2 separate regions of the Mus musculus genome follow, and region 2 is linked to region 1. Evidence: chromatin contacts called from public HiChIP or PLAC-seq data. All regions are on one chromosome and are shown on one strand. The core of a region is the stretch at or near the end of the contact, and the rest is flanking DNA. Distances in the headings are between cores, read along the strand shown. Region 1 holds the start of Fxyd6 (FXYD domain-containing ion transport regulator 6). Region 2 overlaps Cep164 (centrosomal protein 164).

The links. HiChIP or PLAC-seq counts read pairs in DNA pulled down with a chosen protein or histone mark.
Region 2: an H3K4me3 HiChIP or PLAC-seq map of embryonic basal ganglia shows a contact between it and region 1, with 4 times the contacts expected there. The contact joins the enhancer-like site here to the promoter of Fxyd6 in region 1. A contact is called at or near these places in 3 of 39 promoter capture datasets (cranial neural crest, maxillary cranial neural crest and stem cell-derived epiblast-like cells) and 5 of 115 datasets of contacts at active chromatin or transcription factors (embryonic basal ganglia, embryonic forebrain, embryonic hindbrain and 2 more).

What each region holds. Positions count from the first base shown.
Region 1 is chr9:45,368,381-45,371,945 of GRCm38.p6, reverse strand. Fxyd6 (FXYD domain-containing ion transport regulator 6) reads right to left here and starts at 1,761. Exons shown (of 8, transcript NM_022004.6): 1 at 1,458-1,761.
Region 2 is chr9:45,797,587-45,801,476 of GRCm38.p6, reverse strand. Cep164 (centrosomal protein 164) reads left to right here. Exons shown (of 30, transcript NM_001081373.3): 7 at 1-12. Among named protein-coding and RNA genes, the nearest start is that of Cep164, 29 kb to the left of the region's middle. Within about 2 kb of position 2,401, at least 59 of the 459 cell types and tissues checked have an H3K27ac peak or open chromatin away from gene starts, as enhancers often do.

The DNA of each region.
Region 1 (3,565 bases), core at 512-3,011:
CAGGTCGTCTATTTGGTGTGGGTGTCGTATGTGTGTGGTGTAGTTGGTGTGTATGTGGTGTGTAGGGTGCGGGATATATTTGCCGTTTATGTGGTGGGCTGTGCATTTGGTGTCTTTGGCTTGATGTGTTGTGGTTTCATGATGTGTTACTTGGTGTTCATGTGATATAAATGTGTATGTTATGTGTGTCCACTATGCTAAAGGGCTGTGAGGGTTGACAGGTATGTGAGGCTGTGACGATATTGTGTGTAATGTGTGAGCACTTGTGTTTGTGGTGCTTGTGGTGGTGGGATGGGTAAAGGGCCAGGCAGTTTAGAACGGGAGCCAGACATAGGGTGTCCTCCTTTAAAAAGCAAAGGGTAACCAGTATCTAAGCAACCATATTGGGGGGAGGGGAGGCAATTGGAGGTGAGGAATGGGCAGAAATCTGAGGGAGGTTGAACTGGAGGGGTTTCCATGGCAACCATGAGACAGGTCACGTGCAAAAGGCCAAGTTGGAAAACAGATACACACATTCATACATCTACAATATGAGGGCAGTCAGAACACTAGTGCCAAGGGTCCTTGAGAGGGCTGAGATGCCCACTGGTCCCACTACAAAGGTAGAAATCCCAATTCCAGTAGCGCGGGAAGACAGGTTAGACAAAGGAAATAAAGACAGAGGGTACATTGATGGAGCCAAGCCTCCAGGCATCACAACCTCTGGGTCTGGAGGTTGGTGGCAGCTTGGGTGGGCCGGTATTTCCAACCTGACTGCTCCTAGGAGCAGACGCCCAGAGACCCAGTCTCTCAACCAACTCTACAGAAAAGCCCTGGGCAGACATAAAGCGGGGAGGCTCCGCCAGGGCCAGCCCCGGTTGGGAACGATGGAGATAGGGTACTAGCAGCCCTGGAAAGAAAATCGAGCTGGACAGACCAAAAGAAGGCAATGCAGTCAGATGAATCCCCTCATCCTCGAACCCCAACGCCGTCTACAGGGCCTCTTCGCCACTCCCGGAGCCCACGCCCACACCCCACAAGCACCAAGCCAGCAAATTTCCATTTTGTGTGGCCCATGTGTCCACATTCACATTCCTTCATTCCCGGGTCCTCGCATCTCCATTCCCCGCAGGGTCTCCCGCTTCCGAGTAACAAAGGGAAGCTCCCCTGCTAAAGGGTCCTCTATCCTTCTGGAGCTCCTGATGCAAGCTCAGGGCAGCCTCAAAAGCATTTTCCAGCCACCAGCATCGCCCACCGCCATTGCCTGCAACCCCATCCCGGTATCCTTAGCTTTTGGAAGCTCATCTACTTGTTTACATCTCCAAATCCATTTCCCGCCGCCCAGGCAGGGACCTGGGCACACACCCACTGAAACAAACAAGACTCGGAGGAACCTGGCGCTAGAGTGACGGATCCCCACCCAAGCCTCCTCCACTCGGAAGAAGGTGCCAACTTTGCCCACCTCCCTTGCTGCTCACCTAGGCGTTGGGTCCCCTCCGAGCGGATCCCAGAAGGACTAGCAGAGTCCAAGCAGCCGGGAGTGGCGCGCTGGGGGCAGGGCGGTGGGCGCGGCTTGCAGCTTTCCCGCCTCCCAGAGGGGGCTGACTGGTTGGCCTCCCCGGTCGCCCTCGTCCACTGGCTTCTGGGTCCCCTTGCAGACCCCTGTGATGTCGCCCGCGCCCTTCTCTCTGCGAGCTCTTCGCAAAGGGAAGTGAGGCTTGAAGAAGCAACAGGAGACGCGCGGAGGAGGCGCCCAGCGCCGGAGCGGATTTGCCAGCAGCTGTTGCTTTTTGATTCTCCCCCCCTTTGGTGAGGGTAGGAAATGAGCCAGACCAACACCGTGACAGGGCTGGTGTTTTTCGGAAATAGGAAAATCAGGGGAGAAAGGCAGAAAAATAGGAAACAACGGAGCATCAGCCACCTGCAACCTGCGTTCATTGGCTGTGTTCGCAATTAGCATGAATGGGAGCCAGAGTTAGGTGGAGTGTTGTTTGCAAATAGAGCTGGTGGGCTGTGGGGACAAGACCCTCACATGAACCAGGGTTTTGCTGCCCAGAAGCCCGTTTTCAAGACACCCATCTCCATCCCTAACTCCGGAAGGCTTTAAGAGTAGCTCTCCCCAGCCTAGTCACTAAGAGTCAAAATTCGAGGTGACAAATTAATTTAAAGATTTACATCCTAGCTCTGCAATCCTACCTGTAGCATCAGTATGAACACTCATATATGGAGTGTTCCTTTCCCTAATCTAGGAAAGGGAGGTGAGACTAACTCCCAGCAAGGGTTCCATTGACTAACTCTAAGTAATGATAGAAGAGCTTGCAAGAATGGACAGAGGTCACCCCACCCCACCCCACCACCCCCAGCAGGTTGGTATCCAGGAAGCTCTGTAGTGGGGAAGGCTGTTCTAATTAGCCAACTGAAGGGATGCTGTAGGGAGGCTGGCCTACCCTGTGCTGAAGCATTGAGGAGAGCAGCTGGCATCAGCCAATTCTAGGTCTTATCACGAGGCTTTCCTGACAACCCCTACCCCAGAAATAATGGGCTCTACTAGCAAGAGCCCAGCCCTGCCTCTCCAGCACCACAGCACCAGGACAGTTACTCATTTGTGAAGAAGAAGAAGGAAGAGGAGGAGGAGGAGGAGGAGGAGGAGGAGGAGAACAACTCTTTTAATCCCAACACTTGGGAGGCAGAGACAGGTGAATCTCTGGATTTGAGGCCAGTCTGGTCTAAAGAGAGAGTTCTAGGACAGCCAGGGATACATAGAGAAATCTTGTTTCAGGGCATGAAAATCTTCCCTTTTCAGAGGAAAAGGAAGAAGAGTTGAAAGAGGAAGAAGAGGAAGCAAACAAACAAACTTGATAATTCTGTGGCCTTTCAGCTTGGTTGAATCACTTTAACAAATGGTCCAGTCTCAAAGGCCAAGGCAAAAAAACAGATGGGAAGTCAAGGTTGCCCTAGAACTGGCAGAGAAGCCATCAATGGCTACCAGGAAGAAACTGGGTTACCTTGCTTAAGGGGAGTCTGTAGAGGATAGTTTGACCCCTTAAGCATAGGACCTTGGGCTGAAAAGACTCCACCCTGGCCCAGTTTCATAATCACTAGGGTTCCTGTGACAGTTAAAACCCTTTTATCAAAGTCTGGCTCAAGTCTTGCCAATCCACGTGGCTCCAGACAGCGGCCTGACCTTCTGTCCCAAACTTTTCCTCTGTAAGCTGAGGACTGTAATCTCCTGTCCCTTTCCACTTGCTGTGGGTGGGAGAAATGAAACCACACTGCTTACTAGTTCCCTGTCCTGGGCAAGCAGATTGGTCCTCCCTCCCAGTGCCCTTGAGTCCTGACATTTCCCACCTCTAAGTTGTCTGTTGGAGTCGCTCCTTGTAAGTGGTTGCCAGCTCAGGCTTTACAGGCCAGTTTGGGAAAGGATAGGCTGACGGGTCAGAACTTCTAAGCCCAACCACCTGTTGGTTCAGCCTGTCTCCTGCCAGAGAACATGGCCAAGCTACTTCCGGGCCTGTGTCTGATGCTGCTGATAGTCCTGGCTATGGAGGAGAGTGGAATCCAGTCTGTGAGGACTGGCCAGGGCCAG
Region 2 (3,890 bases), core at 1,152-3,651, 430 kb before region 1:
TTTGAGTACGAGGTAAGAGCCTGAGGCCCTGCTGTTAAATGCCTCGGGCAGTACCTTTTCTTTCCTTTGGAAGAAGCTTTTGCAGTCTGCTGAGCACATTTAGAAAGGGAACTGGTCCAGCTGGGTCTGCCCAGGATTTCTGGGGTCCAGGGAATCCATTCATTTTTTTCAGCTATCAGATGACCAGTTCTTGGAAGTCCACGAATTAGCAGGTGCCTTGAGCATAATGAGACATGCATGCTTATGGCCCTTCCCCTCCTTGCACACTGCATGGAGAAGAGATTTCTTGTCTAGACATCAGGCAAACTTGCTGGAAGAGGTGGCATTTGCCCTGGGTTTTGAAGAAAAGCTGTTTTAGACAGGGGATAGTCTAGGTAAACGAACAGCCCAAGCAAAGATTTAAGGGTAGAAAAAGGCGTATGGGTAGGAGTAGCTTCAGGAACACGCTTCCACACGCCCGTCCTGTCTCTGCGGTCTGGCCTGGGCTGTCGCCAGCATCTTCTTCAGGGAGAGCACTCGGGCAGTCCATCTCGTCATGTCCTCAGACGCAGAACCTTGGTGCATGCTTTGGAGCCTGGACCAGAAATCATATGAACATCTACTGTATATTCTCTGTCTAGTGTCTGATTGATGAATATTAATCAATTAACAGTTCTCTAAATAGTCCTAAAATATTTGTTATAAGCAGTGAATCATGAAGTTGCAAGTTAGATTCATGCAGACATTTAAATACCGACTGCAAGGTCTAAGCAGCAGACAGGCATTATACAGTACGTTTTTATTAGTGCTGTCCACACCTTAAACTCAAAATGACCTTTACATCATTAGGATGACCACAAAGCCAGCCAGAAAAGCAAAGGTGCCCCCCTGCCGAATTGTAATTGGTTTCATTACCACCCCCATTCTGTGTGTACGTGTGACTGTGTATGTTACACGTGTATGTTTGCTGGAACATATGCTCCGGTCCACATGGGGGCCAGAGGAGGACCTTGGGTGTTCTGCTCTGTCACTCTGCCTAATTATTCCATCAAGATAGTTCTCTCACTGAACCTGGCTCTAGACTGGCAGCCAGCGTGCCCCAGGGGCCTTCCTGTGCCCTCCTCCCACAGTGCCGGGTTACGGGTGCATGGCCACACCTAACTTATTACACTTGGGAACTCAGGCTGCACAGCAAGCACTCTTACCCTCCAAGGCATCTCCTCAGCCTCTACCACCATCATCATCATCACCACCATCATCATCATCACCCCCCCCCCCCCATCATCATTTGTTTGTTTGTTTGTTTTGAGACAGGGTTTCTCTGAGTAGTCTTGGCTGTCGTGGAATTCGCTCTGTAGACCACGATAGCCTTGAACTCAGAGATCCACCTGCCTCTGCCTTCCGAGTGCTAGGATTAAAGGCAAGCACCACCACAGCCAGGTCCTTTTTTTTTTTTTAATTGCATTTTAATTTATTCGTCTGTACATGTGGAGGTTGGAGGACAACTTGCTGGAGTCAGTTTTCTCCTTCCATGCAGGTCCTGGGGCTTGAACTCAGGTTGCCAAGCTGGGCAACAAGTGCCTAAACCCACTGAGCCATCCTCCTGACCCGATCTCTTACTACTTCTGATGCCCATTTCTTGGTACTCACCACCCCTTGGAGGCCAGGATGTTTGTTTGAGTCTGCACGCTGGCTGACAGGCTATATCTGGATTTGTACCTGAGTGCTCACTCTGGGTACCACTTCATAATAAAACTTTGCTCATTATCCCAGAGTTTCTCCGGCCTTTTGGTTCCGCACAGTCAGATATGTTTTGATTGTGACTTTAACACCTTCTGCCAAACGCAGCACTTTCCCCAACTGTCCCATCTGTAGCTCCAATCTGATACATGTCTGCCTTGAAACCGTTCCTTCTGAGCGAGAGCTGGTCTGCCTGAGTCAGGAATCCATCCGGTTTGACTCTCTGACTGACGAGTGGACTCAAAGCAGATGCTCCTTTTGCACCTGGGTGGATGTCTGTCACCAGGAGAAGGGCTCAGGAAGTGTTTGCAGGAGGGTAGTCTCTGCAGGGGGCTGAACCCGGGCATATTGGTGCTGCACGATTTATGTCTGTACACCCAGCACCCAGCCCACTCACTGCCTGGGGCACAGGTCGTGCTTGGCTGTGCTTTGTGTAACTGCTGAAGGAATGGAGTGGAGGGGACCCAGACAGGCTGGACGGTGTTTTCTCCTTCTCTTAGCTTTCTCAGCTTCTGGGTTCAGTAGGTGTTTGTCCCTAACCATCGGCTGGTGTATTGCAGTTCCACTGTAGCTTGATCGTGATGGCTTCTTAAAGGCTTACAGATGTCAGCCAGGGAAGGTGTTCTCTCCTTTGACGTGATCTGGACTTCTGACATTTTCCCTTGAATGGTGGTGGGGGAGTGGGAGCTTTTTAGACATTTGAGTGGCTTGCTCGGCACCACAGTGTTGCGGGGAAACGTGTAGTAGGTGATAGACTGTCTTCAGTCCTCTGCCACATGGGGGTGTTGGAGTCCTATATTCAAACCTCAGGTAGGTATTAGGGCTTTTTCATGGGGGAGATGTTAGTGGTGGAGATAAGTGTAGGTTTCTCGGCAGGCAAAACTGCCTCCACTTGGGCATTGCTTTTGAAAATAGCTTTAGTCCCAGTGTGCAGTCTTGCCCCGCCCCTCACAGCTCCTGTTACAGCCTCACGCTGCCCTGTGTCATTTTGCTCTTACTTCCATGAGAGGGCAGTAGGATGGTAAGAATGCAGCCCAGGCTCCCACCGCGGCCTTCCAGCCCAAACCCATCGCTAGTCTGTTACTAAAAGGGAAAGGTTCACAGAACCCACACCAGGGCTTTCCTTCAGGCCCGGGGAGGCAGAGGGTGGTGAGCAGGCGGTATGTGGTCATGTGGTGCTGATGAAAAGCCATCAGCTATCAAAGGAGAGGGAGGGAGCCTTGGCTTAGAAATCACAGGATGATGTCAGTGTGATTGGAAAGTGCTAACTGTACCCGGGGAGCTGTGCAAAGAACTGAGACCCAATGAATGGGCACCAGACCTGGAAAATAAGCCTGACCTGTCAAGGCAACCTCTCCGATCCCCTGTTATTCTCCTCCTGACCTGTGTGGCTCATTGGAGCCCGTACCTCGGGGCTCTGGGCAGGTGAGGGGGTGGGACCGTATCCTGGGGAGCGTCATGACTTTTGAAAAGTGTTAGCTATTCATGAGCTGGTTCTGACAGTCACTGCTCTTCACCCCTTCCTTGCGCAGATGGTGAAGTCTTGAAATACGCTGTGAGATGCAAAAGGGACCTGGGACTGTGGCAGGGAAGGTTGGGAGTTTGAGCATGAGAGACATGGAGTAGAGCTGTGCACCCACAAAGCCCGGAGCAGGAGCCTGTACCCAGGTGCCTGGAGTTTGCATACAGCTGGGGGCTTCAGGTCCTAGGCCTGGTGATGTGCCAAGGAGCAGGGGCTGGGTGAACAGGGACAACATAGAGTCAGGTGAGGTAATAGCTTTCCTGCATCCTTTTGTAGATGATAGACAACCAGTGTTTAACTTCCCCTGCCTTCTCCACCCATTTCTGGCCATCCTAGTGATGTAGTCAGTAGATGTGGATACAGGGCAAGGCCGTTTATTTTATCTTATTAAGGCCATTTACTTTAGTGATTGCCCTATTTCAGCAATTTTACGTTTCAGTAGGCAGACTGAGATCATCCAGTCACGTGGAAATCTTCCTTTTGGGGGAGGAAGGGATGCTGAAGGTGATAAGCTGGGGCCTTCTGCCTTAAGCACACACCCTACCTGTGCGCTGTGCTCCAAGCGGCAAGCCATCCTTTGAAGGGTTTAAGTTTGAGAATTGCCTAGATGAAGCTCAAGATTCTTGTAGACGTGTTCTCTCCAGTGTGA